6 separate regions of the Mus musculus genome follow, and regions 2, 3, 4, 5 and 6 are each linked to region 1. A link is a contact called in public promoter capture Hi-C data. All regions are on one chromosome and are shown on one strand. The core of a region is the stretch at or near the end of the contact, and the rest is flanking DNA. Distances in the headings are between cores, read along the strand shown. Region 1 holds the start of Maml1 (mastermind like transcriptional coactivator 1). Region 2 holds the start of Sar1b (secretion associated Ras related GTPase 1B). Region 3 holds the start of 0610009B22Rik (RIKEN cDNA 0610009B22 gene). Region 4 holds the start of N4bp3 (NEDD4 binding protein 3). Region 5 holds the start of Phykpl (5-phosphohydroxy-L-lysine phospholyase). Region 6 holds the start of Mgat1 (mannoside acetylglucosaminyltransferase 1).

The links. Promoter capture Hi-C pulls out the DNA fragments that hold promoters and counts their contacts. Capture Hi-C pulls out chosen DNA fragments and counts their contacts.
Region 2: a promoter capture Hi-C map of liver shows a contact between it and region 1, with 3 times the contacts expected there. The contact joins the promoter of Sar1b here to the promoter of Maml1 in region 1. A contact is called at or near these places in 3 of 39 promoter capture datasets (embryonic stem cells, hippocampal neurons and liver), 1 of 115 datasets of contacts at active chromatin or transcription factors (astrocytes) and 2 of 9 other capture datasets (adipose tissue and liver).
Region 3: a promoter capture Hi-C map of hippocampal neurons shows a contact between it and region 1, with 8 times the contacts expected there. The contact joins the promoter of 0610009B22Rik here to the promoter of Maml1 in region 1. A contact is called at or near these places in 6 of 39 promoter capture datasets (the C10 cell line, cranial neural crest, hippocampal neurons and 2 more) and 1 of 115 datasets of contacts at active chromatin or transcription factors (astrocytes).
Region 4: a contact with region 1 is called in a promoter capture Hi-C map of embryonic stem cells, with 4 times the contacts expected there. The contact joins the promoter of N4bp3 here to the promoter of Maml1 in region 1. A contact is called at or near these places in 1 of 39 promoter capture datasets (embryonic stem cells) and 1 of 484 Hi-C or Micro-C datasets (B cells).
Region 5: a promoter capture Hi-C map of liver shows a contact between it and region 1, with 4 times the contacts expected there. The contact joins the promoter of Phykpl here to the promoter of Maml1 in region 1. A contact is called at or near these places in 9 of 39 promoter capture datasets (3T3-L1-derived adipocytes, the C10 cell line, the SN4741 cell line and 5 more), 3 of 484 Hi-C or Micro-C datasets (B cells, embryonic stem cells and muscle stem cells) and 2 of 115 datasets of contacts at active chromatin or transcription factors (astrocytes and large pre-B cells).
Region 6: a promoter capture Hi-C map of pre-B cells shows a contact between it and region 1, with 2.1 times the contacts expected there. The contact joins the promoter of Mgat1 here to the promoter of Maml1 in region 1. A contact is called at or near these places in 2 of 39 promoter capture datasets (the C10 cell line and pre-B cells) and 1 of 115 datasets of contacts at active chromatin or transcription factors (extraembryonic endoderm stem cells).

What each region holds. Positions count from the first base shown.
Region 1 is chr11:50,289,657-50,294,496 of GRCm38.p6, reverse strand. It overlaps Maml1 (mastermind like transcriptional coactivator 1), which reads left to right and starts at 2,161. Exons shown (of 5, transcript NM_175334.3): 1 at 2,161-2,771. The coding sequence starts at 2,436. Canx (calnexin) reads left to right here. Exons shown (of 15, transcript NM_007597.3): 15 at 1-540.
Region 2 is chr11:51,760,886-51,765,725 of GRCm38.p6, reverse strand. It overlaps Sar1b (secretion associated Ras related GTPase 1B), which reads right to left and starts at 2,063. Exons shown (of 7, transcript NM_025535.2): 1 at 1,935-2,063.
Region 3 is chr11:51,686,585-51,691,424 of GRCm38.p6, reverse strand. 0610009B22Rik (RIKEN cDNA 0610009B22 gene) reads left to right here and starts at 2,791. Exons shown (of 2, transcript NM_025319.2): 1 at 2,791-2,877.
Region 4 is chr11:51,648,650-51,653,489 of GRCm38.p6, reverse strand. It overlaps N4bp3 (NEDD4 binding protein 3), which reads left to right and starts at 2,417. Exons shown (of 5, transcript NM_145974.3): 1 at 2,417-2,812. D930048N14Rik (RIKEN cDNA D930048N14 gene) reads right to left here and starts at 2,536. Exons shown (of 4, transcript NR_027958.1): 1 at 2,277-2,536. Gm30058 (a long non-coding RNA gene) reads left to right here. Exons shown (of 2, transcript XR_388627.1): 2 at 693-1,400.
Region 5 is chr11:51,582,625-51,587,464 of GRCm38.p6, reverse strand. Phykpl (5-phosphohydroxy-L-lysine phospholyase) reads right to left here and starts at 2,684. Exons shown (of 13, transcript NM_028398.3): 1 at 2,586-2,684; 2 at 1,833-1,951; 3 at 745-904. The coding sequence starts at 2,644. Col23a1 (collagen, type XXIII, alpha 1) reads right to left here. Exons shown (of 29, transcript NM_153393.2): 29 at 3,540-4,840.
Region 6 is chr11:49,248,359-49,253,198 of GRCm38.p6, reverse strand. Mgat1 (mannoside acetylglucosaminyltransferase 1) reads right to left here and starts at 2,647. Exons shown (of 3, transcript NM_001110150.1): 1 at 2,544-2,647; 2 at 1,525-1,649.

The DNA.
Region 1 (4,840 bases), core at 912-3,411:
TGAAATAAACAGTTACTAGCAAGAAATGAATACATGTCTGCAGGTTTCTCCTTGAAGCAAACATGGGGATGATTGCTTTTCTAGAAATCGGTTTATCTGTTTCATCATTCTACATTGACATTGTTTTGTGCCTACTTTATATTCACCCAGGCTGTACAATGACAGGTTTATTTATGTCACTGGTGGTGGTCATTGCCTTTTTGGGTCCCTCTTCCTCCCTCAAGGTTCCATTGAAGCTCCAGCCTCCTTAAATACCTGACTCGTTAGTAAATGATCAGCAGTCTTCAGCTCTTAAAAAAAGCGTAGAGGGCAGGTATTGTAGCTGAGTAGGTAGAACTGCTAAGCGTGTGCAAGGTTCCGTGGGTCTGATTCCTGGCACTGAATTAAGATAGATAAAGGCCCTTATATTCTGATTTTCTATGCTGGACTCCTTGTTGTAAAATGTCCATGCCAGTAGTACTCTTCTATTGTCCACTTTTCAGATTGTCACACTGCTAAATGACATTATATTAAAGCCCGTGTTAAATATCTGTATCATAACACTGAATGTTTTTACTGTTTGAATAATGGTTAATTTAGTCTTTTCTCATAGGAGACCTTAATTTAGTTTTGTATTTAAGTGATGGTTTAGTCATTACCATTGTGTAAAATGGACCTCAGCCCAAAAACTTTTTCATTGCTGGCATTTGAACCAGTGCTCTACCACTGAGCTACACCCTGTCCTCCTAGATACTATTCTTTAGGATATATATATATATCTTTTAACAGCTTTTATTAGAAAAAAAGTTTCTCAGGCTTCATATTTGAGGATATTGGAAGTCATGCCCAGGATATTTTGTGTTTTAGGTTGCGTCCTGAATCCATACACTATAGAGTTTTGAAGATAACCTTGCACTTCTAACTGGGCGTAATGGTGTGATCAGAAGCAGAGGCAGGCCAGCCTCAGACAATATATTTGAGGGCAATCTGGGGTACCTGACACTACAGTTTAATGGTGGGCTGGAGAGTTGGCTCAGCAGCTAAGTACCCCACTGCTCTGCCAGAGGTCCTGAATTCCCAGCAACCACATGGTGGCTCATAATCATCAGTAATGGGATCCGATGCCCTCTTCTAGTGTGTATGTGAAGACAGCTGCAGCGTACTCATGAGGTCCTGGGTTCAGTCCTTCATCACTGCATACAAAAGCTGCTGGTTTCACTTGAGTGCTGATTGTAATGCTTGGCACTGGGAAGAAGCAGTGCTCACTTATCTTTGCCACTCCCGCCACCAAAAACTTAGAATTCCTTTTTCTTATTTTAACTCCATGTGTATAAAAACACTTGGCTGTTAGCTTTTTTTCTTTGTGATTTTAAAAATAAAACTTTAATGAACTCTAGTAAGAGGTTAAAGGGTGACATGTTTGAGTGGCTCGTGAGGTCTTCTATTGCAAAGCCTCCCAGCATCTCCTATGGCAGTTTGGGTGTCAGTAACCATCCAGAACATTTTTTGGTCCTTTCCTGGCTTTTTACCTTCGCTCACTTGCTTGCTAGTGGCATCACTGGAACCCAGTGCTTTGGATTGGATTTTGAGTGACTCAATTTTATATATCAGTCGGTTTTTAAGTGTATGCCCCTGTAGATCTAAATAACTCCAGTCCCCAGTATTGAGGCTCTTTCCCACCCTCACCCCTCCAAGTAATGAGCTATTGCTCACAGTACCAGTCAGTGATAACTATCTCTACTAGGTCGCTCAAGCTCAAAACAATTCTGATCAATTACGTGGCTGTATGTAAAGAATGAGGTCGGAAATGGCTGACCTCGAAATAGTGTGGGTGGACTAAAAAGATAGACAGCTTTGGACATCTGGGTCTTAAGGCTTCCACCTCACTCAGACTTAACCCGCGTTCCTCACGAACCCGGAAGGGACTGCTTTCAGGGGGCGGTGTTCAGAAAACGTGGCTCTTCTTGGATAGGTTCCCGTCAGTCACAGTTCACTCTCCCGCACTGAGCCCGCCTCGGGCTTCCCTCCTCGCCAGAGTGTTCAGTTTAAATACCCGAAAATTCCTGACGTGCTTGTCCCCCACGCCCTCGGGCAGCGGGTTTCCTTTGATTGGCTAGAGCTTCGGTCCATCAGCAGTGACGCAGAGTTCGCCGGCCCAGGCCCCGCCCTCTTCCGAAAGCCCCGAAAACAATTTTAAGATGGCGGCGGCAGCGGCGCGGAAAACAATGGGGCAGGGGTATAGCGGACAGGCCGAAGCCTGAGGCGGGCGGTGTTCCCCGGCCTGGAATCGGGCCGAGCGGGGCCGGAGGAAGACCCGCCGCCGCGCCCGAGCCCGCTCCACAGCCCGGCCGGACATGGCGCGGGCGTGAGGCGGATCCGGGCCGTCAGAAGCGGAGGAACCCGAAGTGGCAGCCGGCGCCGGGAGGCCCGGGCCCGGCCAGTGCCGCCCGCGGCCCATGGTGCTACCCACCTGCCCCATGGCGGAGTTCGCGCTGCCGCGGCACAGCGCGGTCATGGAGCGCCTCCGCCGGCGCATCGAACTGTGCCGGCGCCACCACAGCACCTGTGAGGCCCGCTACGAGGCTGTGTCTCCCGAGCGCCTGGAGCTCGAGCGCCAGCACACCTTTGCCCTGCACCAGCGCTGCATCCAGGCCAAGGCCAAGCGCGCCGGCAAGCACCGGCAGCCGCCGGCCGCCGCCACGGCCCCGGTTGCCGCTCCGGCCCCCGCCTCGGCCCCGGCGGCCGCGCGCCTGGACGCAGCGGACGGCCCGGAGCACGGCCGCCCGGTCGCGGTGAGTAAGGCTGGCGCCTGCCACAGCAATACTCACTCCCGAAAACGCCTCTTCCGGCGCGGATCGGGCCTTGGGGAAACTTTCCCGAGCGCCCCCATTTCTTAGTCTGGGTCCTGGGAGGTGGCTAACATGGCAGGGCGCTTGTCATCTTCCAGAAGTGGCACTGCGGTGTACTTTGGGAAAACGTCCCCTTGAGGACTTGAGTGAAATCGGGGCTGGAAAAGCAGGAGGTTAGTTGCTGGTAGGCTTTTCTCCTAAACTTAATTTCCAATTGATGAGAACTTCGTCTTGGAGCAGACCCGCGTTGGAGTTGCCTAGGATGTAGGGCGTTCTTGCACCGTAGGCCTGGCCTCGCTTAGTCTGCAGATGTTGATTGGATCTTTGCTTCGTGGAGGTTAGTTAGGGCTTTAATATGGAAATAAGTCTCCCTTCAGTTGACAGTATCCCGCGGTTTCGGAATGGAAAATTGAAAAGTCTTTGGAAGCTTCGGTAAACGGAGTTGCTTAAAAGGCATTCGTTTTCCCCCAACCCCCGCAAAAGGGAACTTTGGAATTTGTGAACGCCTGATTCCTGCTATATTATTGACAGTTCCAAAATTAACCTACTAAGCCTGTTAAAAACCTCTGATAATATTAATAGTTGTTGAACGGGGGAAATGACGTTACTTGTTGGTCAGCTGTGCCCTTTGGTTTTTAGTAGCTAATCCCGAGATTTATTGGTTAGAAGTTTTGCCTCCCTGAAACTGATTTATAAACCGGAAACCTGTGTGGAGGGGCGGGGGAGGGGAATGGGTGTTACAAAATTCTTGGTAGTTTAAAAGTAAAATTTTACAACACTTAAGTTGTTTGGTAATTCTAATTTATGTCTTCATTGTCTCTCACTTGGGCCGTTGTTAAAACTCTTCCCTAACTGGTGGTTAGTCTTTCAGTCACTTAATACCCTTCCTCTTGAAATGTTAGAAACCCTTCTGTTGCTGGAGGGAATTAGGTTTAATCTTCGGTTGGCTTTCGGAGCCAGCCGGAGCTAGCCTGTCTTTTCATGTGCCCCACAGGGCTATTGCTTTCCTTCCTTCCCACACTATCCCCGCTGCGAGACCACACGGCAGAACACACCGGTTCTGACCCAGCTGCTCGAGTCTTCTCATCCTCACTTTCCCGCCTGTAAATCGAGGGTATGTTGTGCGCCTTACAAGGTTTCTTGAAGCAATCAAATGAGTATGAGGTTAGGTGTGGTTGATTCCTGCCCAGAGGTAGGAAGGAGGAAAGAAGAAATGACAGTGGATGTGATGTGAACAAATTTCTCAAACTAAACGGCTGCTTGCAGGATCTTTCTCAACATTTTCAGAATCCTGCCGTCCTTCCAGCCACAGCCTACCTTCATCTGCAGTTAGTGAAAAACCAGCCCACAGCAGAATCTCCTCTCTCAATACAGTTATGAAGTATATGTATATGTGTGTGTGTATGTATGTATGTGTACATGTTTCTGGTTTGGTTTGGTTTTACTTCTTTTTTGTTTTTTGGTTTTTTTTTTTCAAGACAGAGTTTCACTGTACTCTCTCTCTGGAACTCACTCTGTAACCTCAGACTCAGAGAGATCCACCTGCCTCTGCCTCTGGAGGGCTGGAATTAAAGGGGTACACCACCACTGCCCAACTTACACCCTTTGTTTTTAGCACATAGTCACATATTACTTCAACCATACTGTGTCTTGCCAAGTAGACTGTAAGCTTTGGAGCCTGAAAAGGCTTGGGCTAAGTCCCATTCATATTTTAGGCCATCCATATACTTGTTGAGTGATTGATAACCAACTTGGGTGTGCTTTACCCAAAATGACTTTAACTAACATCTTTCTTGAAAGATCTCCACCTTTCCCCCAGTCCCTGTTGGGGGATTGAGCCTAAGACATTGTAATTATTGGTTGTCTTAGTTGGAATTTCTATTGCTATGAAGAGACACCATGACCACAGCAGCTTTTCTAAAGGAAAACATTTGATTGAGACTGTTTTATAGTTCAGAGGTTTAGTCCATTTTCACAGCGGGAAGCATGATGGCATGCAGGCAGAGCTGGTG
Region 2 (4,840 bases), core at 814-3,313, 1.5 Mb before region 1:
ACTTTTTAATTCATTTAATTTTTAAAAAGTGGGTACTTGTTTCCTCTGGAGAAAAGTGGCAGCCATTTGAAAGAAGGTTAAGACCACAAGAAATACAGCTTTAAGAGTGTATAACAGGAGAAGAAGAAAAAACCTTCTGTCAAAAGGATAGTAGAAAAAAGGAGGAAGGGAAAGAGAGGGAAAGAGGGAGAGAGAACACTTGAGAGGCTGATGGGGGAGAATCTCAAAGAGGCCAGCCTGGACTACAAAGCAAGACCTAGTCTTAACAACTAAAAGAATGTTGTGAGACTGGCAGTGAATTTGGACTTGCCTCTAGTGGACTAAGACAACTCAGACTGGTATATCTGATAATAAATTCCATCCTCAAAACACCAATAGAAGGCTATCCAGATGGCTTATTAGGTCAAGGTGCTATCACCAAGCCCGATGACCTGAGTTTAATTTCAGAAACCCACACCTTGGCATGAATTCCCTGATATGATCTTTAACTCAGACACACTCATAATACATATGTAATAAAACATTACCAACATTAATAAAACAATAACCAAATTTTTTGTAAAAAGTACATACAATGGAGAAACTTTATCATGTTTTGCAAAAAAAGTAATTTCAGTGAGTTTCAGCCAACTTTGTCCGTGAGAGAGGGGTGGGGATGAGGTGAATCACTGCTATAGCACTCTAGTTTGTAAGTTTCGAATGAGGTGGCAGTGATTTCCACATCTGATAGACTGCTCCTTTGTGTCAAGTCCTGCTTACATTTCTACTCCAATAGCACAAGGCAGAGGAAATCTAGAGTTCACCGTATTCAAACTGCAAAACTTCACAACTACAGAATCGCTTCTCTAACATCCTGACAACAAGGACACTTTCCTTTTCTGTAAACTCAGAAATGCCTGGGAGCAGCTTAACTCTGAGACCAATTTTGTTTTCTTGAGATAAGATCTTCGAAGGCAGACTTGGCTCAAATGATGCCCCTGCCCTCTTGAGTAGGTGGAATTGTAGGGTCAGAGTGCCTGCCTATGTTCAAACAAAAATTTTTTAAAGGTCAAAATATTGTGGTCACAAACCCAAATGTACCAAAAGGTGCAATGGTAGGCATGCATTGCCCTGTTTGACTGATGACACTCATCATTGGCAAACTGTAAAATCACCCTTATTGGTCACCTGTAAAATAATTGACAGGGGTGTCTTCCTTAGCAGACTGCGGTGCTGTACAGGTGGCACCTTCTTTTTCACTGTAACTACTCTGACCAATATTTAAACAAAGGACACAGACATTCAAGGTAAGATGACACCCACACAGAGCTTGATTTAAGAATGTTCAAATACGTGACAGTAAGTTCAATTTACTTCATCCCAATACGTTAAACTCCTAATAAATTTTTTTCCTTCAGTTAACAAGACTACACTTGAACCTTTCAAAATAAATTTTATCTTATCGTAAAATCTTGACTTTTCCCCCCATTAGTATCTTTCCCCTTCATTCAACCCGGCTTGAGCTATACGGTAAGTACGGAGAATGAGGAGGCCCAGTGACCGCCACACTTACTGGGACAACACAGAGCCGTCCTAGCCTCTCCAGCTGTCTATGACCCCTAATTCGCTCATCCTACCAAATGGGGAAACTGAGGGCCAGGGGAAGGAAAAGAGTCTCGCGTGCGGTACTCTCACTCTTTCCTGAAATACTTGCCCTGTGGCAACCACTGTTTTACCCCTAGAGCCACTAGAGCGGTTTCCGCAGGTAGGGATCGGTGTTGTCCCTCACCCTGCGTGAAAAAAACAAAACAAAAACAAAACCCAAAACAACAGGCTCCCTGTTCGCGAAGGACCCGAGACAAGAGCTCTGGGTGAGTGGGCAGCATAAAGAGTGGCCTTCCGAAGGGCCACAGCTGTCGCCCGCTCTCTTGCCCGACGAGGGCACTGCCACTCACCTGCGACTTCAGAGAACGCAACCCTGCTCCGTGCCCGTCCTACACGCTCCAAGCCGGCTGTGCAAAGCGCTATGGCTGCCAGGGCCCCAGCTCTTCTCAGCTCCTTCCGGGTCGGCGGGTGCCTCGCTAGTGACAGTCCGCAGGTCCCAGGCCCCGCTCGCCCTCAGTTCCGCCTCCTTGCGGTCTCGCCACCAATCCCTGTGCTCCGGACCACTTCACTCCAACCCCAAGAGGCATGTGAGATTTTTTTTTTGGGGGGGGGGGGTTGTTTGTTTGTTTGTTGGTTGGTTTTTCGTTTCTTTGTGTAGTCCTGGCTGTCCTTGAACTCACTTTGTAGACCGGGCTGCCTCAAACTTAAGAGATCACCTGCCTCTTAAAGGTATGGGTCACCACCACCACCAGGCTGTTTCTTTCTTTTCCCCCCTCTCAGTAATAGGGGGTTGCAGTCCACCACCAAAACGCATTTGCCACCCTTTAGTTATTTTAATGTTGAAACAGGATCTCACAAAGTTGCTCAGGCAAGTCGTGAATGTATCATCTTCCTGCCTTTGCTTCTGAGAAACTGGGATTGCAACCTTGTAGCACCAGGTCCAACTTGGCATCTCTTTCCTAAAACTACATCTTTTGAGTGACCCTTGAGTTTATGCTAGGATATGTTTTACTTCCTGCAATTCTTTGGAAAGCCCACACCCTGCTCTTGGACGTGTCTCATTTGTCCTCTGAACATCCCTTGCTCTTAACCCTCGTGCTCAAGCCTATATTAAAATGTCTTTCTTAATTTCCACCTAAATACACCTTTTATAGGGAGATGGCTGGAAATAGAGCTCAATGGTAGAATGCCTGCCTTAGATTATAAAATACTCTGAGTTCAGTCCCCTGTAACACACACACAAAAGTGGGTCCTGTTTGTCTTGTTTGAGAAAGGGTCTCTCTACATAGCCACTCTACATCTGCCATCAAGTGACAACTAGGAGTTTAATCCCTGGAACCCACAAACTGAATAAACAGAATCAACTCCTGGGAAAGTTGTCATCTGACTTCCACAAGTACACCACACTGAACAAAGGGTGACATGTTTATTATTTAAAGTATGGAAGAACAGAAAAATAAAAACTCAGATCATTTTTTTGAAGAATCTCAATCGTACCATATTACCAGTTTTTATTTCATGGGCAGAGTTGTAAAATACAACACTTAAGTCAGGCAGTGGTTGCAAATGTCTTTAATCCCAGCACTTGGGAGGCAAGGGCAGGTGGATTTCTGAGTTTGAGGCCAGCCTGGATTACAGAGTAAGTTCCAGGACAGCCAGGGCTATACAGAGAAACCCTGTCATAAAAAGAAGAAGAAGAAGAAGAAGAAGAAGAAGAAGAAGAAGAAGAAGAAGAAGAAGAAGAAGAAGAAGAAGAAGAAGAAGAAGAAGAAGGGGAGGAGGAGGAGGAGGAGGAGGAGGAGGAAGAAGAAGAAGAAGAAGAAGAAGAAGAAGAAGAAGAAGAAGAAGAAGAAGAAGAAGAAGAAGAAGAAGCCGCCACAACACTTGGTCTGTCCCCATGAGTTACTAGTCACTTCAGCTTTCAGTTCCTGCATCTGCACATTTGGGACTAATATTCAGAATCAATCAGTGTTATGAAGAAACAATAACCAGTGCAAACCTGGTGGTGCACCCCTGTAATTCCAGCTGGGAGACAGACATGGGGAGGTCAGGAGTTCCAAGATGGCCTCACTTGAATACATAGCAAGTCTGAAGCCCACAAGGACCACATGAGACCCTGTGTAAAACCAGACAGAATAACAGAATAACATACAGAAAGCAGTAAATATGGGGACAGCATTGGGAAGCATTACTGCTACACACTAGCCTGAGGTATTGGGCAGTGCCGACAATTTCAGCACTTGGGAGGCAGGGGCAGGCAGCTTTCTGAATTTGAGGTCAGCCTGTTTTACAGAGTGAGTTCCAGGACAGCCATGGCTACACAGAAAAACCCTGTCTTGAAAAAACCAAACCAAGCCAAACAAACAAACAAACAACAATAACAACAAAACAAAACCCAAAGCCAAAAAACAAAACAACAACCCACTACCCCAAGACAACGGAGAACTTAAATCTCAGTCTTAGAAGTTTTAGCCAGGCATAATGGTGCAAGCCTTTAGTTCCAGCACTTGGGAGTCAGAGGCATGTGGATCTCTGAATTCAAGGCAAGCCTCGTCTACAGAGTGAGTTCCAAAACAGCCAGGATTAGAGAGACCCTGTCTCAAAAAACCAGAAACCTTTTAGAGGTTTTGACTAAAACAAGAAAAACATAGAACTGTTTGGGGCGGTTTCACATGGCACAGCACACAGGATATATTGAGTCAGACTGAAAGCTGAGAGTAGTTTGGCACGAGGCAGACCCAGTGAGACAGGTGAGGGGTGGCCAGGGCCTGGGTTGGGTCAATGGGGAGAGAGAAACAGGGAGTCAAGAGAATGAGGAAATATGTCTTGTAAGGTTAAAGAGCTAGCAAAGTCTGAAGTTTTAACAGGGATTAACAAATACACATCTCGCCAGGCGTGGTGGCGTACACCTTTAATCCCAGCACTTGGGAGGCAGAGGCAGGCAGATTTCTGAGTTCGAGGCCAGCCTGGTCTACAAAGTGAGTTCCAGGACAGCCAGGGGTACACAGAGAAACCCTGTCTCGAAAAACCAAAACCAAAACCAACCAAACAAAAAAAAAACCCAAATACACATCTCTGTTCTACACAATGTACTTTAGATCCTGTAATCTTTGCATTCCCCTCAGCAGCTGCTCTTTGCTACTTTGTGAGTTCTTTTCCCCACCTGTTCTCTGCCCACCTCCCATTTCACTCCCTACCACTAGATAGGAGAGAAACAAGGATGGGGGGAGAGAGACCTGTGAATCTAATTTCTTTT
Region 3 (4,840 bases), core at 1,542-4,041, 1.4 Mb before region 1:
ACAATGACTGGTTTACAATTCACTTATGTAGTCCAGGTAGACCTCAAACTCATGCCTCTGCCACCAGAGTGCTGGGATTCCAAGCCTCTGCCACAAAACCCAACAGGTATTTGCTTCTCTTATCAAACCCTTTTACCCTCAGAGTTTCTATTACAACCCTTTTCTCTTCTCTTCTCTTCTCTTCTCTTCTCTTCTCTTCTCTTCTCTTGTTGTTGTTTTAAGACAGGGTCTTGGGCTGGAGAGATGGCTTAGCAGTTAAGAAGAATACTGACTGTTCTTGCAGAGGTCCTGAGTTCAATTCCCAGCAATGGTGGCTCACAACCATCTGTAATGGGATCTGATGCCCTCTTTTGATGTGTCTGAAGACAGCAAAGGTGTACTCACATACATGTGAGTACACCTTTTTTAAAAAAAAGTTTAAAAACAAAAAAAGAAGAAAAACAGGGTCTTACTATGTAGCCTTGGCTAGCCTGGAACTCACTTTGTAGACCAGGCTAGCTTTGAACTCACAGAGACTCACCCGCCTCTCCCTTCTGAGTGCTGGGATTTAAGGTATGAGCCACCATACTTAGCACTGTTTTCTTTCATTCTTGTCTTTGCCTAAACTGGACTTTATTCTTGATTTTATACTTGTATGGCCATATATTTTCTATTTCCAAGATTGATTTTAATAGCCTTATGTTTTTTTTTTTTTTTTTTAAAGATTTATTTATTTATTATATGTAAGTACACTGTAGCTGTCTTCAGACACTCCAGAAGAGGGCGCCAGATCTCATTACGGATGGTTGTGAGCCACCATGTGGTTGCTGGGATTTGAACTCCAGACCTTCGGAAGAGCAGTCGGGTGCTCTTACCCACTGAGCCATCTCACCAGCCCCTAGCCTTATGTTTTTAATTCACGTTTTATATTGCTCAAGATTTTTGTTGATGTTGTTTTGTTTTTTCAAGATGGTTTCTCTCTGTAGCCCTGGCTATTCTGGAACTTACTCTGTAGGTCAGGTGGCCTTGAACTCAAAATCCAACTGTGTCTGCCTCGAGTGCTGGGATTAAAGGCATGTACCACCACCACCCAGCTCAATGTGTTTTTAATGCATATAATCCACTTATTTCTGAGCATCTCAAACACACTTATTTTTAGAACGTTCTGTAAGATCCTCAAGCTAGGCATAAGTTTAAAGCCAGTCAAGGCTACTCAGGAGACTGTCTCAAAAAGCAAAGCAAAGAGTGATAAGGTTGACACACGACTTTAACTTCTGGCCTCTACACATGTATACAAAGCCAAAAAGTGTTCTAACACATAAATATGCACACACTGACTTAGTTTCCTTAATTGGAAGTCAGGAAAGCAGTCAGCCTCAGTAATGGAAATTTGTGAGCTGCTACACAAAACAAACATGTTCATATTTCTACGGCTCAAATGATAACTGGAGACTTCTTGTAGCAGACACTTTTATTCCCTTCCTCCCTAACTCCCATTCCTATCAAGATGACCAGAGGTTTAGGACAATGACTTTTTTGTGCCTTCAATTTTGAAGGGAGATGAAATGGATGGATAAACATGCTGCTTATGTAGAAGTGGGCAGGTACCTGACCAAAGCAAAGGAGATGTAAGAAATCAGTTTTGTTATTTATCTATCAAAGGTAGGTAGGTAGTCTGCCATTGGCCAATATTCCAAAAATTTTCTTCACTACCGCCAATAAAAGAAAGCTGCTTCACTCAAACAAACAAACAAACAAACAAACATCTTCTCCACCTAGTAAAGTTTTGTTTATAAACCTCATGCATCCTTTCTCCCTCCTGAATTCCCTGCTGCCTGGAATACAGACCTTTAACTCCATTCCTCTAAGCTTATTCTTTCAGAACTAGCCAAGCATGAAGGTCGGACCCCAGCCACTGGGGAAAAGACACCATGATTTTGATCCTGAAACACCTTTTTTACAAATAGAACGTGCCTTGTAGAGCTACTTCGCTTTGTTTATGTTTCTAGCAAACACAAAACGAAAACAGAAATGCCAAACTTTATCTTTAGTCACTCTGTGGCCCCAGAGAGAAGTCAATGATTTTTAGCCAAAGTAGCTTCGAAATGTCTGTTTAAGGGAAGAAGGAATTCAGGACGCCAACGCTAGATAAGTCTCACTATAATAAACACATAAGGAAAACCTGTGAACAATGCAGACATACACTTGAAAGAGCAGAGTCCTTGATGATTAACAGCACCTAACACCAGTGATTTGCGCCCTAAACCACCCTCCCATTACGCATTTCCGCCCACGCATACGGCCAGCACCGTCTGGACACAAGCGCCCGGTGCTGCAACCTCCATTTTGCTTTCTGGCATTCTTGTAGTTAAAAGCTCCGCCTCACTTGGCAGTCTGGTCCACATCTCCCGCCAGGCTTCCGGTCTCTACACCTCCAGGCGAACGTCAGTGACAACATAAGCAAGTACGCGTGCGGTGAAGGCAAGGATTGCTCTAAGAGCCAGAGGAGGCCCGCGGGGACCCCGACGTCCCATGAGGCCTTGACCCAAGATGGCGGACAAAACCCTTAGCGCAGCCTTGCTCAGAGACGCATGTGCGCATGCCCGGTCGACTGAGCTGCCCTGATCCAAGATGGCGGCCGGACCGGGGCTGGGGACGGGCTTAGCGCGTTACTGAGCATGCTCAGTCTTCCGTCACTTGCGTCAGGTCGGCAGCCGGCGCAGGCCGCTCAGTCCTTCCCGGAGAGGCGGGAACATGTACGCATGCGCAGTGAGCAGTCTCGGCTAGTCGGTGGGCGGAGCTACCCCGCGGGGTGGACGTTGAGTGTGTGTGATGGCCGGCTGACCTGCTTTCCTCTTTGAGCTTGTCTGCCCCTGAACTAGAGGGAAGTCGGCTTAGGTGAGGTATTTATAGTTGTCAAAATCCCGCACTCGCCTGTGATCCCAGCGCTCAGGAGCCCGGAGGGATTGCCTCAAGTGCTGTAGGACAGCAAGACCCTGCCCAAAGCAAAAAGTCGGGAGCTAGAGACTGGGAAAGTGGGGGCCGTCCAGGGAGGCTGGGCACATACAGTTCAGTCACTTTCGTGGGTGCGTACTTTGAGTTTTCCTTGGGATTTGTGGCTCAGGGGCAGAGCCCTTGCCTAGCACCTGGAGGTTTGGGATTTGGTCCCCAGCACCAGAAATAAACAGTTAAAGAGGGGCAGTGTAAGATAATCGCAGCACTGGAAAGGGGGAGCTAGGGTAAGGAATTCAAGCCATTTTCTGATACTTGTAGGCCAGTCTGGGCTTCATAAGACCTTTTATTTTATTTTTTAAAAAAGGTTAATAACAAAATAAAATAGCAAAATGTACGGGTTTATTTAATGGACTCTGTCATCGTGTTGTAAATGAATCTGTGGGTAAATAGATGTATCGCCATCTTTAATAGCCCCAAAGCAAGGATGACAGTCCATCCTAGTATCTTTAGTTATCCTTTGGCAGGTTCATCCATGTGTTTTAATGTGGTTTTCAGCCCTTGTCACCCTCTCATCCCACACCCACTGAACCCCCTTTCCCTTCTATTTTCATATCTATACATTTTTTAAAATTATTATTATTGTGGATGTATGTGACACATCATGGGAGTGCCTGCTTGCTATATGGTACATGTGTAAGAGAGGACAACTTTGTGAAGTTGATCATCTCCTCCTCCTCCTCCTGTCTTCTTTCTTCTTGTGACAGAGTCTCTTTCTGTAGCCCTGACTGTCCTGGAACTTGCTTTGCAGAACAAGCTAGCTTTGAACTCACAGATCCTCTAGCCTCTGCCTACTGAGTTCTGGACTGAGCATGCGTGTGTACCCACTGAGTTTAACTTGGGTATTTATGGGTAGGGGTTTATTTATGGAGCATACACAATTTAATGGTGGATACACCAATGAGGAAAAACGAGTCCCCTGAACCAGCAGCCATTATTTACTTGTTTTCAAGAATAGGTGAGATTCTTTAATTCTTCGGAAATTTTTAGTGGAAACTTAGGTCCTCTGAAAGAGCAACCAATGATCTTAACCACCAAGACCTCCACTGAAAGCCTTGATTAAATTCCTAAAGCTATAGTTTTTATTTTATGACGTGTCTCTTAAACGATAGTCCCTTATCCTGGGTTTTTTGGTTTTTGGTTTTTGTTTTTTTTTTTTTTTTTTTTATCACTCTGGAACTAGCTGCTGGTCTATAGAAACCCATTTGTTTCTCTATTGATCTTGTTTCCTGTTGCCTTGCTAAGTCTGCCCTTACATGGTTCCATAGGACATTTTATGTATAAGATTATATCATCTTCAAATAGTTTGGACTTCATAGTCCAAATGCTTTTTATTTCTTTGTTTTGGTTTAGCTTTTGAAACAGTTTTTCTGTGTATCCCTGGCTGTCCTGGAACTAGATCTGTAGACCAGACTGGCCTTGAACGCACAGGAACTTGCCTGCCTCTGCCTCCCTGGTGCTGGGGCTGTCCCCACCCCCCAATGTAGTGATTTTTTTTTTTTAATTCTTCCCATTAACTTTGTTTCCCTGCCTGCTATCTCCAGTAAAGTACTCAATAGAAGTGGTAGAAGGGAGGTATACTTTCTGCATTCCTAAACTTTAGCCAAAGGATGGAGTTGTGATCTTTCCTTGTTTCTGGTTTTAAGAAAAAAGCTTTTAGTTTGTAGGATGTTGTTGTTTTGTTTTTAAAGACAGCATCTCAGACTTTAGCCCAGGCTGGCTGAAACTCACTATGTAGCCCAGGTGGTGGCCGCAAATCCCTGAGAGTCTTCCTGCCCCAGTCTCTCCCAGTGCTGGGATCGGGTGTAAGCTACCACTGCCCTGGTAGTCTTTGACAGTAACTGTAAAA
Region 4 (4,840 bases), core at 1,168-3,667, 1.4 Mb before region 1:
TTAGGGGGCTGGAGAGATGGCTCAGTGGTTAGGAACACTGCTTACTCTTCCAGCACACACATGGTAGCTCACAACTATAACTCCAAGATCGGACACCTTCACCCAGGCATACGTGTAGGCAAAACATCAATACACACAGAATAAAAGGATTTAGAATTAGTTTTGACTTTTTTCTCCTCAAGAATGTTCTCACCTCTTTTGCCTGGGTGCCCATAACCCATCCTCCCCGCTTCTGTTGGCAAGCAAGACTTGTGTGCACAGCACAGTGCATAGTCCAGCCTTGTGCAACCTTCTCCTTAGCCAGACAGATAAACTCCTGATTTCCCTTCTCTCTCTCTCTCTCTCTCTCTCTCTCTCTCTCTCTCTCTCTCTCTCTCAGATAAACTCCTGATTTCCCTTCTCTCTCTCTCTCTCTCTCTCTCTCTCAATTTATATGAGTACACTGTAGCTGTCAGACATGCCAGAAGAGGGCATCAGATGTCCCATTACAGATGGTTGTGAGCCACCCTGTGGTTGCTGGGAATTGAACTCAGGACCTCTGGAAGAGCAGTCAGTGCTCTTTACGGCTGAGCCTCTCTCCAGTCTGATCTTCCTATTTTTCTAAACTCTAAATACTGGGATTACAAATGCCCTAACTCCACAAATACTTGGTAATTATTATTGTTGCTGTTATTCTTGTGTCTGTATTGCAGAGGCTCTGCAGGATGATCCATGAGGCAGTTCTGGGACAACACCTGTGTGCCACCTTTGGGGAACTCTCCAGGCCCTGGCCTCCCTTCAGAGCTCCTCTACATCTGAACATGTCCAGATTTCTCCAGCTCTGGGCCTCAGAACCATGAATACACCTCCCTGAGGAAACATTTGAATTCTGGGCTTCTGTCAGGCTACTTGCCCAGAGAGGCATTTCCTCAGGTCCCCAAGACCATACGTGTGCTCTTATGGTCAATGTTCATCTGTCTCAGGCAACCCCGCTCCCCCATATACCTGCAGTCCCTGCATGACTGAGATACCAAGTGCTGTGAATGAGGTTTCTTAAAGAGAAAAATCCATTGTTAACATTTGACTACGGTAGAAATAGAAAACAGAGGCGGCAAATCGGTACCTGCTGGGCCACAGTAATGTTTTGTTGTTTAAATGAAGTTGACTTGCCTGATACAAAATTATCCATTTTAACTTAAGGTACTGGGAATTGAACCCAGGGCCTCAAGCAGCCTCTGAGAGAATGCTCTCCTACTGAGTCACACCCCAGCCCTCTGTAAGACAATGTAAAAGGAAAGTGCTGTCACCACCACCTGATTCCAGGACAAAACCCGATAACTTGCAAGGATCATCCTCATTTCTCCCTCCCTGTGGCTTCTAGCACTAGCCTGCATTCTGTCCATAAAGGTTCACACATGGTCTCTGCTGGGTTTCTTTGACTTACCATCACTTGTTAGAGGTTTGAGTTGTAGCATGAAATGGCACTATGCCTTTTCTGTGGTAAGTAATATTCCACTGTATGGTTGGACCACACTGTTTATCCTTTCACTAATTGCTGGAGGGTTTGACCTGTGTCCTTCTTTTGACTGTTATACACAGGATTGCTATGATCATCTGAGTGCAAGCACTTGTTGGCATACCTGATTTCTTTAGTCATATACCCAGGAGTGGAAATGCTATCATGAATCTGTTTAACTTACTGGTTTGGTTTTTTTTTTTTATCTTAAAAACAACAACAACAAAATTACGTGTATGTGCCAGCGTGAGTAAATGTGCACCCAGTGCGAGTAATGCCCCCAGGGGCCGGGGGTGGGGGTGAGGGGGGGGGCGTTCCATACCCTGGAACTGGAGCTGCAAAGGATTGTGAGCAACCACGTGGTTGCTGGGAACCAAAACCGGGTCCTCTGCTAGAGCAGCAAGTACTCTTAACCACTGAACCATCTCTCCATACACAACCCTTACCACCCCACCCCACCCCACCCCACCCCACCCCACATCTATGTTTAACTTTTTAAGGAAGAAAAGGTGTTCCAACTTCTTACTCTTGAACGTGTCTGAGTGTCCAGCCTTCGGTTTCCGTCCCCGCTACTGGCTTACCCAACCCATATGACTCATTTACACTATCAGTCTGGCCCCTAAAGGCATCTGAACCTGCCGCCCCTAGAAGGCTGCACAGGTAAATCAACCTCCCTCCAAAATAAAAGTCCAGCGGCTAACTACTGTAGACGCCTACTACACCTCTTCGGCTCTTAGAGCGCGTCTTGGGTTTATTCTCAAACGAGGAAAGTGGCGCTTACCTGAGAAAGAGGCGGCAGAGACCTGACCAACCCATCCCAGCAAGCCAGTTTGGAAGCTGGTTCTGGAAGGAAACCGGGTGAGGCGGGCGAGGCCCGAGTTGGAGGAGGAGGAGAAGGAGGAGCAGCAAGCAGTGCGGCGCGCGCTCTAGAGCCTCGTCCGGGCTGGGGTCTGCAGAGCTGCTGCACGTGAGCGAGCGAACGAGCACGCATCGCGGTGGCCGCTGCACCATGCGCGGCTAGCGGTGGGGTCCCGGCCCCGCAGCACCCGCGAGCCCGGGCGGGGCTCAGGTCGCTCGGGGGCGGTGCCGGTTCCCGCCCCCCACATCCGGGGGCCGGGCTGGGCGCTGGGGCTCGCGCCGCGCGGGTGAGTCAGGCCGGGTTTTCCCTCCGTCTCTGGGGCCAGCGGACGAGTGTCGCCCAGTGCGTCCTTTGCCCGCCGATCCGGCTCCCGCGCGTTCCCGAAGAGCCTGGGAAGAGAAAGGTTCGAGACCGAGCTGGGGACTGCAGCGCGCCCTAGGATTCACGGAGCCAGCATGGTAAGTGGGTAGGGCGGGTCGCTGAGGTCGTTCTCGGACACCCGGCGGGGGTTGGCAGGATGCTGTGCGCGCCCCGGTGTCCTCTGCTCCCGCGCACGAGGCTGACCTGTAAATGCATTTTCCGTGGAGCATCGCCCCGATCCCCACGCCGCAGCTAGGAGGGGCAGGCGCCCTTGGCGCAGGAGTCTGACCTCGGCCTCCGCCCCCTGCACCAGCTCTAAGCAGGCCCCACAGACGGCGGGCGGGAGACGTGCACCCCACCCCGCCCCCTGGGTAGCTAGGAGGGCCTCCGGTAGTTCTGGGATCCCTTGCTTCCTCCACAGCCTTCCTGGGCGCAGTTCCACCGGGATGTCCAACCTGTCTTCTCTGCCGCCTTCCCGGGGACACCACTCACCTGCCCTCACCCTCAGGGTACCCTCTTCCTGCCTCAGCCCCCTACTGTGTCTGGTCCTCACCTGGGGACCTGCGAACAGGGGACGTCCCAAGGTCTGGGACTCTGTTCCAGTCCTGACTTTAGCCTTTGACAAAAGTAAGGACCAGGACTCTTAAGGTATCTCAGTATTAAGATGGGAGCTTGGGACATACCCAACCCAAAGATACAGATTGGGAATGGTTGTCCTTGGGCGGGAGCAGAGGCGGGAGGCCCTCCTGGACCTAGAGATGAGCCTCCTCCCAGGCTCTCACAAGCAGGGCTTCTCTGCCGACTGGCTGCGTGTGGGTGTGTATGTGCAAGACTGAATGAAAGCGACCAGCTAGTTCCCGACACCGCCTCTAGCAGTTTCCTGAGCTCAAGAGTCCCTAAACCTGCGCCACTTCCACTATTTCTTCTTCTTACCTCTTTCCCCAGGGCGGGCAGGAGGGATCTCTGGGAGGGGGGTTAAGTTCCATCCCTCTCAACCTTGCCCTTGGGAGAAACAAGCATGGGGGGCTGGGCAGGCTACGTAGACAGCAGAGTATACTAGTGGAAGGTGACCCCTAGCTGGGACAGCTGGGTGTAGTATAGAGGGCTTTACTGTGGGAATCCAGATTGGTCCTCAAAGCGGAGTCTTCTTTCAGCGTGTGATTCCTTCTTTCAAGCCTCAGTTTCCCTATGTGTAGATAGGGTCCTTTATGCCGTGCTCCACCGACTAGTGTGGAGACGATGTGACATTGTGAAATAGAAGAGCTCAGAAACACTGAAGCACTGGACATAGAGCAAAATGTGGATAATTCTGTCCAGGGGGTAGGGTATGCCAGCTGCCCCCATCGCCTCTCAGGCTGTCCCCATTTTTGGAGTTGGGACATTCCAGTGTCATTCCTCTGTGGCAGCTGCAGGCACACCCCTCAGAAAGGCTGATCCCCCCAGCAGGTGGTGTGACCCTCCCCTGGGGCACTCTGGTGGGACTAGTGGCAGTTCAGGTTGAACTGTAACTCCTGCCTCGGGGAGGATGAGGTGCCCTAACCTGAAGGAAATGCAGTGAAAGCTGCCTCCCATACTGCTGAACATGACCTTGGGCACCTCATTCCACCTCCTGGATGTGCTTTGAAGAGGCATCCAGGGTCTGGTGCTGGGGTGCCCCGCTGGGTACCTCTATTTGAGGCTTTCTGCACTGCTGGCTGATCCTGGGGCCAGAGGGAGACAGGAATGAAGGGGTACTGCTGTGGCTGGATGAGTAATGGTGTGTTCAGCTCCTTACAGAGCCCTGGGCATTAAGATAGACACCCTACTGTGGCAGCACAGCCCTAGCATTTGGTGGAACCCCCCCCCCACTCCCACTTTCTGTACTGCTCTGATCTCCCAGAGGTTATGAGGCTCTTGCTAGCTCTCTCCTACACACACACACACACACACACACACACACACATCACAGGCCAGAGAGCCTGCACAGCTGCCCTGGCCCAGGCAGGCAATCCCAAGGCTCCTAAGCAACGGAAAGGAAGGAATGTGTGTGTTGGGGGAGGGGCAGGGGTAGGTTGGGTTCTCTAGGAAAAGGGTTAGCCTCCAAACTAAGACCAGGGATGGCCTCAGCCCAGCAGGTCGAGCAGACA
Region 5 (4,840 bases), core at 1,435-3,934, 1.3 Mb before region 1:
ACAGAGACCCACCTGCTTCTGCTGAGATTAAAAATGTCTGCCAGCACTGCCTGGCCTCTAGTGGCCTGAAGATAAAAACAGCTCCTTCCATTTGACTGTAGCCCTGGACCCTTTCCCAGGACCTGCTCACTCTTTCCTCTTTTGTTTGGTTTGACAACATTCCTTGCCCCTTCATGCCACAGGGCCTTTGCCCAGGCTGTGCCAGGTGGTGACCAACCTGGACAAGCAGACTTTCCCCAAAGTGACAGCACCCTTCCTTCCTTCCATCTCCCCTAGCTACCTCCCCAGGAGCTCTTAGCATCTACACAGAGGCACAGTCAAGTCAGGTCCCCTGCTGCTTGCTTCTAGGCTTCATTATTTAGTATTCTTGCTTCGGAAAAGGACACTGCCATACTTTTATATTTCTCTGAGGAACCACTAGATGTTCTCTGTAATCTTACATTTCTCTGAAGAATTACTTGGTGTCCTGTAAGCTTGCTGAGCCACCTGAGGGCTGAATCCACAAGGAATAAATAAACCCATTACTTCACTAAGTCCCAATGTGCCTAGAAGGGAGGCGGTGGTGTCCTCTACAAAGGAAGAAATGGGAGCCAACAGAAAGAGCTCTAGGATCTACAACCTAGAAGCCCAGGAGCCTCGCCATGAAGTTGGCTCCACGCTCCCAAGCTCTCTGCACTGCACCCACAGGGATGATTCTCTTTTCTGAACTTGTTCTCAACAGCATGTTGTCTGCTGTTCACTTACCCAGAATTCAAGAAGTAAAACACAGAGAGCTGCTCCGGCAGGGTCTCCGACAGCCTCTGGGCATAGTCCACGATGTTGTCATGCAGGTAGCGGCTGTTGGTGTTGAGCACTAGGTTCTGTTCATGTGCGGCTTGGACCACGGTAGGGTGGCAGTGCCCAACTGCAAGAGGGGCATCTGCATCAAGTGGCCGACGTCACCCAGCCAGCCCCACCAGATGCCCCCTCCGCTCTATCTGCAAACCCATCCAGGGGAGACGAAGTTAACGAAGGCAAAGTGGAAAGAGGGGAGTTAATGATGGGGCGGGGGAGCCCAGAAGAGAGTCCAGCAGAAGGAAAAGAGGGTCAGAAATGCTATCTAGAAAACAAAGGTTTTTAGAGAGGTATTTTGAGACTCAGCTGGAGGGGCACTGTCAGAGGGTCAGCCATGGCATCTGCATTCTTAGAGCTCACGTGCCAACATGGTCAAAGCAAGGTAGCAATAATTAACACAATTACCTACAACACCGGGCAGTGAGTTTACCAAAAAGGCCCAGGATTAAGTCATTTCTCCTGAGACAGGGTCTCTCTGTGAAGCCCTAGTTGTCCCTGAAACTTGCTATGTAGGCGTAGGCCAGGCTGGCTGTTAACTCAGGAGACCCCCCTGCCTCTGTGCCCTGAGTGCTGGGAGAGTCCTGGGTTTTAACCCTTACCTGCCTGCAATGTGCCTTCTAACAGCTGTGGTAGCCCAGTTGGCTGAATTCATACTAAAGTTTCCTATTACCCCTATAGTAGTCAATAGAGGTGAAGGCCTGCTGTCAGCACCCTGCACGAGGCCAAGATGAGCACACTACATTTGTGGTCATGGATGGGTGGACTGTATATATGCCTGGTTTGATGTGAGTTCCACGTGGGACGTGCAGCTTGGACCTTGGCATGTGAACCTCTCAGGCCTGCCTGGTTTAGCACAGCTATGGTGTGGAGTCTTTTCACAAAGACTGGGGTGCCCCCCTGAGCATCCGATTCAGTTCTGTTCAACCCAGGCTATCAGTCAGATCTATGGCCTCAGCCTCCTCCCCTGTCTCACCAAGGGTGAGAGGCGTCATACTGACCATGAGCCACGTTGTTGATACAGTCCAGGTACTCTCGCCCTTGCTCATCGTACAGGTACTGCCCTTGGCCTCGGATAATCTTAACAGGATCCTCAGGAAAAAAGAGTCTGCAGGAAGAGCTGTGGGGACAGGCAAAGGATCGACAACCCTGTCTGAAGACTGACCTCCACTCATTACAGCCCCCTTCACTCCTTCCTGATTCTGGGATGGACAAAAGCTTGCAGGGCACGGTGGAACTTCCCTGCCTCCCCATTCCTGTGAACAGGACGGAGCAGAAAGTTTCTGAGACAAAACTAAGCCTTTGTGGCCCTCTCAGTTTTGCTTGCACACTGAGACTCCTCCAGTCCCAGTGAAAAGGGCTTCGGAATGGCTTCCTGAAGAAAACCCCCTTGTTAGGAGCTGCATCTCAGCCCCTAACATTCCTTGCCAACCCAGTGGCCTTGCTGTCCCCGTTAGTAATGGCTAGCTCCAGTCCTAAGTTCCAACCATAAGCTTCTCTCCACGTGGCACCGAGGATACTCCTCACAGGCCAAGAGCAGACTTCCTGTAACCCTGCCCGTGACATGACTGCCCCCCAGGCCAGGCCCAGCTCCTTATGCAGGTGGCTGCCAGGGGCAAAGCTCGCTCCACGGGACAGGGGACGCCCCGGAGTCGCGGGGTGGTTCACGGCCGCTTCTAGTAGGCTGAGGGAGGCGGGGAAATCAGGGACTCGGGGTGGGCGCTATACGCGCTTTCGGAGCCCACACCCGGTACCTGAGCAGCCGACGTCTCAGGTCCAGAGTGACGGCCTTGGCGCGCGTGTCCGCGGCCATGGCGCCGAGCGGTCAGCCAGTACCCAGATGCTGCGCGCTTAGCTCCGCCTCCGCCCGCGACGTCAGCTCTGGGTGGGGCTTCAGTGCTGGTCCCGCCCCCAGGAGCTCCCTTCCCGGGCGTTTACGGAACTTGCAAGCGAGATAGCTTGCAGTTCACGTCATCACGGGCGGATACTCTCCGCTGATCCATGGTCGGACTTCGCCCTTCTCTCCTACGCCCGAGGTTTCCCTCCCAGGAATGTGTCCCCAGACCGCCAGGTGGAGCGGGACTCTAAACTGCGGCGGGGCACGCCCGAGCAGGTTGCTGTCTCTGCGCTGATAACGTGACACCCTGTGAGGGTAAATTACTGGCACCCTGGAAGGACAAAGGCCTTCCTGGCATGGCGCTGTAGAGTTCGGTGCCACTGCTGGGGCAGACCACGGAGATCTCTAGAAATTCTTGCTAGGATTAGACAGGATAAACTTGACATGTCGCTACAGGAAGAGAATTTTGCAGTGGGCAGATAGGAAGAGGTTTGGAAAACTTCTGAGTCCTACCTTATGTACTGTGCAGGAAACAGGCCCAGAAAAGAACGGCTTTGCTCCGAGGCACACAATAGGCCCGCTGCAGAGGCCGGACTAAAACAAGGTCTCCTGAACTCTTACCTAGCACACTGAGTGACAAGAGACCTCTGTGGTCCCGGAGGTGGGAGAGAAGGGATACTCCCTTATGGGTTGAGCGCTGGAGCTGACTGTCTTGATGAACCCTGGAACAAAGGCCTGAGAAGGCCCCTCAGCAGACTGGGGCAGTCTTGTTCACATGCCAGCCCGCTGCCCCATTCTCCAGTAGCTTATTTCTTTTCTTCCCTAGAAAACTGCAAAATGCTTACAGCACTTATTAAAGAACAGCTTTGTATTCTTGTGGTTTTTGTTTGTTTTTATTGTGGTAAAATATACATAAAAAAACAAGCAATTTTGAAGGGTACATACAATTCAGTGGCATTAGTACATTCTCAATGTTGCATCTTGTCACCAAAACCCAGTCACAGAGCCCTTCCATCTTCCCCAACTGAGCGGTATTTCATGTTTTTAACCATAAACCTACCTAAAAGTCCATCTTCCTGCTCAGAAAAGGCCTATCCTTCCTGTCCTTGGTCCCATCCTCTCTCCATTTTCTGGCATCTGTCCTTTCAAGGCAACCCTGGAGGCCAAGAAGGCACAGGCTGAAAGGAGGAAGGGACTGAACAAGACTTGGATGTAGTGGGGGGCATGGTGGTGCAAGCCTGTAATCCCAGCACTTGGGAAGCTGAGGCAGAGCTGCAACTTTGGGACCAGCCTAAGTTATGTATTGAGACCCTGTCTCAACCAACAAGCAATCATTCCCCTGCCCAACCCTTGAATCCAGAGCAGGGTTTCCTCAGCTGGCATTCACAGTGAGCAGCTTCACTACTGGGCGTGTCCAGTGTCCTGGATTTCAGGTGTATGCTAACCTCGACTGTCTTCTGAATGCCAGGAGTGTCCCCCAATCCTGTGACAACTCAAAGCTTTAAGGACAGGGAATCTAGTAAGGTCGCTTCTCTCAAGCCTCAGAGCCATCTGTCCATGGGGACAGTCATCTCGTTGGTTTCTTTAGCGGCATGGAACACAGGATAGTCAAGGACTCAATAAACAGATACCTCCCTTCCAGAATTATTTGACTTACAAATAATTACAAAGAGAACTGGCCTTCTTGGTAGGGAGAACCAAGGCCTCCTCTCAGTCCTTGAGCCTCATTGTTGAGGCAGGGCACTCCCCAGCGTCTCACTTGGGACCTTGAACAACTCATTCTCTCTGTCCTCACTTCAGGCTGGCACAGGACACTCCATGGCTCTGCATGTCCATTTGCAAGGATACAAGGTATGAGTCCACACGGGGGCAGTAATGGGCCAAGAATGGCCCAGGGCAGCCTGAGGTGAAAGGGAGAGTTTGGGGCGTCAGCCTCTAGAAAGCTCTGCGTGCTGTCCACCCATCGTCAGGGGTCTGCCTAGCAGATTCCATATGTTGCCAAACAACCCTGAAGAAAAATTAGGGGACCTCCGAGAGCACGGGTTCAGTCCCAAGCCTGTCACTCTCGCCTGTCTGTGTATCTCTAAGCAGATAACTATGCACTGTGAGCCTCAGATTTCCTATATGTAAAATGGACACAGTGACACCTACCCCTGCAGCCCTAACGATGTT
Region 6 (4,840 bases), core at 1,398-3,897, 1.0 Mb after region 1:
TCTTTAGGCAGCCTTGGCTCACTTTTGCTTTCTTCAGTTCCTAAGGAGACTGCTAGTTCCTACCATTCCTATGAGAGAGCAATGAGGTGGAGAGCCGGCTCAGCTGTTAAAAGCACTGGCTGCTCTTCTATAGGACCCAGGTTCCACTCCCAGACCTAGATGGCAGCTCTGAACTCTCAGTAACTCCAATTCAAAGGGCCTCTTTAGGCCTTTGAAAAAAACAGGCATGCAAGTGCTGCACAAACATACATGCAGGCAAAACATGTATATGCACAAATATTTTTTAAAAAGAGAAATGAAAATGGAAAACCCTACCAGTGTGTGAGAAGAGGACAAAGTTAAACTGCAACAGCACTTATGAACAAAGCCTCTTGAAAACTCTTTTGCCATATTTTCCTTTTAAAAATAGAATACCCTAGGCGGGGCATGGTGGTACATGCGTTTGATCACATACTCCAGAGACAGAGGCAGGCAGATCTCTGTTGAGTTTAAGGCCAGCCTGGTCTACAGAGCAAACTCCAGGACAGCCAAGGTTACATAGAAAAACCCTGTCTCAAATACATACATATATACATACATACATACATACATACATACACCAAAACAAAACATAACATACAACAAGAGCAAGCAAACAAATAACAAAATAAAATATCCATCAACCCTGAACTGAGTTTTTAATATATCAGTTATGAGATTTGCCTGTAATATGCACACTCAGTTTAAAACTTGCTTTCATGGTTCCAGTGTTTTTAGGACTCCTTTGAGGAAACTAGCAGGTGAACCCACACCACCACGCACAACAACATTTGCACCATGGTGGGGTGAGACCTGAGTCTCGGCATACTGAAGGTTCTGCCAGCTGCCAGGTGGCTCTGGCAAGTCTTGCCAGTCCCTCTGGGGCCTTCTCACATTCTAATCTGAAGGAGCGCATAAGAGCAGGCTCCTTTCTAAGACGGTGCACATAGTGCAAGCTTGCCTACTACACCTGATGCTCCTCCTGCCTCAGCCTGCAGAGTTCTGATATTACAAGCGTGCACTAGCACATCTAGCTTCTAACACTCTGGATTCCATGCTTGCCCCTCTCTGTCAGAGGCTGTTTCTTAGGCAACAAGCAAACAGCAAATAGTCAACTTCCAGCCAGGAGCAGTAGAGCAACCATTACTCTAGCCTTACAACTAAGTCTCGAAATGGAAGAACCGTTGATGAACTGTCCCTCCTGTTTCTGCTTTGCCAGTATGATAGCAAGCACAGCTTAAACAAGTACAGAGCACATAGTGTCCATCACAGATAACGGCTCTCTAAGTGAATTACTTTCTTGTTAGACTCTGTATGATGTACCAGGCTCCATAATTTCAGAGGGGAAGAAGAACTGAAAAGAAGTCCGAGTAGATATGCTAAATAATTCAAGAGTATAGAGGGTAAGACCTAGGAGGGATACAGGCTATTCACCTGGGAACAGGTCAAAGGGAAACACAATGCTGCTATAGCCTGGCACCAGACAGACAGCCCTGAAGCCGTTACCTGAAGAACCACTGCCTCAGTTCCTCTTCTGTAAACAGACAACCGACTTTTGTCTTCTCCACCGCCCTTGATGTCTGGATTAGAATGGCAATACCTTGACGTCCGAAGCAGAAAGTGAGTTTAACCTGTTGCAATGACATGGAGTTTGAACACACTGTAATACAGCCTTCTGAGAAACAGAAGTGGGATGTAATGTTGCCATTACTGGTGATCTCCATGCTAAAAAGTCAAGGACTAGTGACTGGAAACGGGAAGACCCCAGAATCAAGGACGCTCTAGTCTAAATAGTACTAATGACAGGCAATCAAGCTGGCCAGCAATATTCTCAAGCACGAGAGCCTTACAGTAGCCAAGGTTAAAGAAAAAGAAGCTTCACCAGAAGGCCACTCTTCCATGGAGACTCGAATGGGTGGGCCACAGTCCCTCTGAACCACATTTTGAACAATGGGGGGGCTCTGCACCTCTTGGGAGCCCCCTGTTCCAAACATACTAGAAAGGAGGCTAGGAAAAAAAGTTTTCTTGCCAAATCACATATTTCAACATTGAGTCAAATTTTCCTTGTGGCTGAGCAAAAGCCAGCCCTAGTAACTTATGAAGCCTGGACGCTGGGGTGAGGCTTGCATAAAGTCCACTTTCCACTCCAGTCTCCCACTTCTTCAGGGCGACCCCATCTCTCCCCTGCCCTGCCCTGCCCTGCCCCGCACCCAAGGTGCCCTCCTGCCGAGTTTCACAACAGCTCCTCCTGGAGAAGCCACCCTCCCTCTAGCAGCTGAAGGCCAGGAATCCTGTAGCTGTGCGTTAAGTTCCCACTTCCCCGCGTGGGGGAGACTGCGCGCTGCGCGGCCCCGGGCGGGCCCGCCACTCTCACCGCCCTGGCTTTGGAGCACACTCGGGACTCAGACCCGACTCCCCTGGCTGCGCGGCCTCTCTCCTCCGGGGTCCTTGTCCTCCTGGGACAAGCCCCAGGACTGAGGACGCTGGCGTCCCCCGGCCCAGCTCACCGGATCCTCTCAACTCACCCCGCCTGGAACCAGGCTCGCCCCGGACCGGCAACACCCAGCGCTGGAGCGGCCTCGTCCGGTCTGGTTGGCCTTCCTGCTAGCCGGCAATGTGGTCCTTCCCCGGGAGGGCGGGGCGGCGCTCCCCAGCCCCTAGGCCCCTCTGTTGGTCCCCGCCCTGCCACGGGCGAGTCCGCGCTGGCCCCTCCTTCCAGGGCCTTCCTCTACTGCTGACTTCCTGATCACCGGTCAAGATCTAAACAACGGGTCTTCCCAAGTCCCCCAACTTCGAAAGGCAGTGGTAGCAGAGATGTTTGTTTGAGGCCCTTTCCCTCTCAGTTGCAGCTCCTGTGTAGATGCCAACCCCACTCACACCCTGAGCCTTGTCCAGTAAAGACTTTTCCCAAGAGTGTCCCTTGTCCAGCCCAGTGAATCTAGAGATTCACCGACTTTGAGGGGTGCAGCACTTGGTGGTGTTAGAAGCGTTTCCTCAGCAAGAAGAGCGTTCACCAACCTCAATTCTAAGAACCTGGGAACCATTCCTCTATGCGAGGGAAGTTGCAGACTATTAGTTGAAAAAAAAAAACAGCAAGAGAGGGGTGAGGGTGTGCAAGCAACAAGTATTCGGTTTCAAAAGGGAAGATAGGGAGGAAACACCTGCTGCCCAAGGTGGGTAAGAGCCAGCCTGCCGCCGTTTCAGTTCTGTCTTGTGTGTGTGTGTGTGTGTGTGTGTGTGTGTGTGTGTGTGCCCCTTTATGGGCGGGGAAACCAAAGTCAGGCCTGTACACTGAACCTAAGTCCTGAGGAAGGAAAGAATCAATCACAGGCTTTTGGAGTAACCCTAAAAATGAATGGGAGGGGGAAGGAAACCCCTGGATCTGTATTCCTTGGTATTTTTTTAAAGCAAAAGAAACATGGGAGGGGCAGGGAGACTCATCAGGACCCAACTGAACAGAGTACTTGGTAAGTACCTCAATCAGAGCCTCAAGCAGCCTGAGTGGGGGAGGAAAGATGACAACCAGGAGTTTCAGGGTCTGATTTAGATGTCAGCAGTGGCCCCGGAGCACAAACTATTTCTGAGATCTGAGCCGTGCATTATTAGCAACTCACAGTAAGCCACATCTCACTGACAGGACCATTTTGGAATCAGAGATGTCTGGGAATCCCTACTGTCCACTCACCATGGTACCACAGCCCCCACTGGCTCCCACATCCTGCTGTGCCTGGCCCTCTGCATAAGCCTTGGCTCCAACCACCCTTGGATCTTTCACCCATGAGGGGAGCAGAGGCACTGCCAGTTGATTACTAGATATACTCAACCTCAGACAGACCCTCCTACCTACAGACTTCATCACTACTGTTCCAGAGTCCCCAAGGTAACCGGGACTTTTAGGTCTGTGCTTACTGAGTGTTACTCACTAACTTGTTCGTACCAGACACCAGGAATTATGCAGAAAGTGGGAGTACCTTAAGGGCCCTTGTGGGCAGGTGAGGAAGTAAAACAAAGTTGTCAGGAGACACTAGGAAGCTGCCCTTCCGTCCAAGCCTGTTTTCTTGGCCTCTCTGTACACTCTCCCGCATCTCTGCAGAGCTCAGCAGAGAGAAGTCTGAGGCTTTGGGTGTATGGAAGCTGTTAAGTCAGAAGTCATAGCCAGATTTTAGATTTAGGCATTTCAGCTTCCAAACCTGGTACCCTGGTGAGCCCTTGAGAAGGACTGCTGAGATGGCTTTGTGCCCATGTGACAGGACACAGTGGGGCAGCGGAGAAGCTTCACAGTAGCAGCTGGAATTCTGCCCTCACGTAGAGGAAAGGGCTGACGCATGAGGGAGGGAGGAGGACTGTGTGTGGGTGTGGTGTGTGTATGCCCACTATTTCCAGTTTAGCTGACTGCACAGACTGTGACAGGAAAGTCAAGCCCATGCATGTGCCAAGAGAATGCCAATGTTTATATACTTTAGGCCTCTTTCTACTTCCCATAAAAAGGAATTAGGGACTTATAGCCTTCACACTCAGTGCCAAAGTGTGAGAAAAAAATGACCAAGTTCCCTGGATGTGTAAAAAGTTGGGAAACTGGTCTGAAGATATCCAAAATATAAGGAGCACAAATCACCATCCTGGATAAAATCCATACATAGTAGGTCCTGAAGATGGTGAAGACGAGGCAGCCCAGGCCATGTCAGAGTGACTTTCCTGCCAAGGCACTTAGACAGGAAGCAGGTCAGAACACAGAAACTCCCCACCACATCCATCTCTTCAGCCCTTTGTTTAAATTCCAAGGCTCACAGAATGATCCCCAGCAAAAAGGCTACCCTGCCTC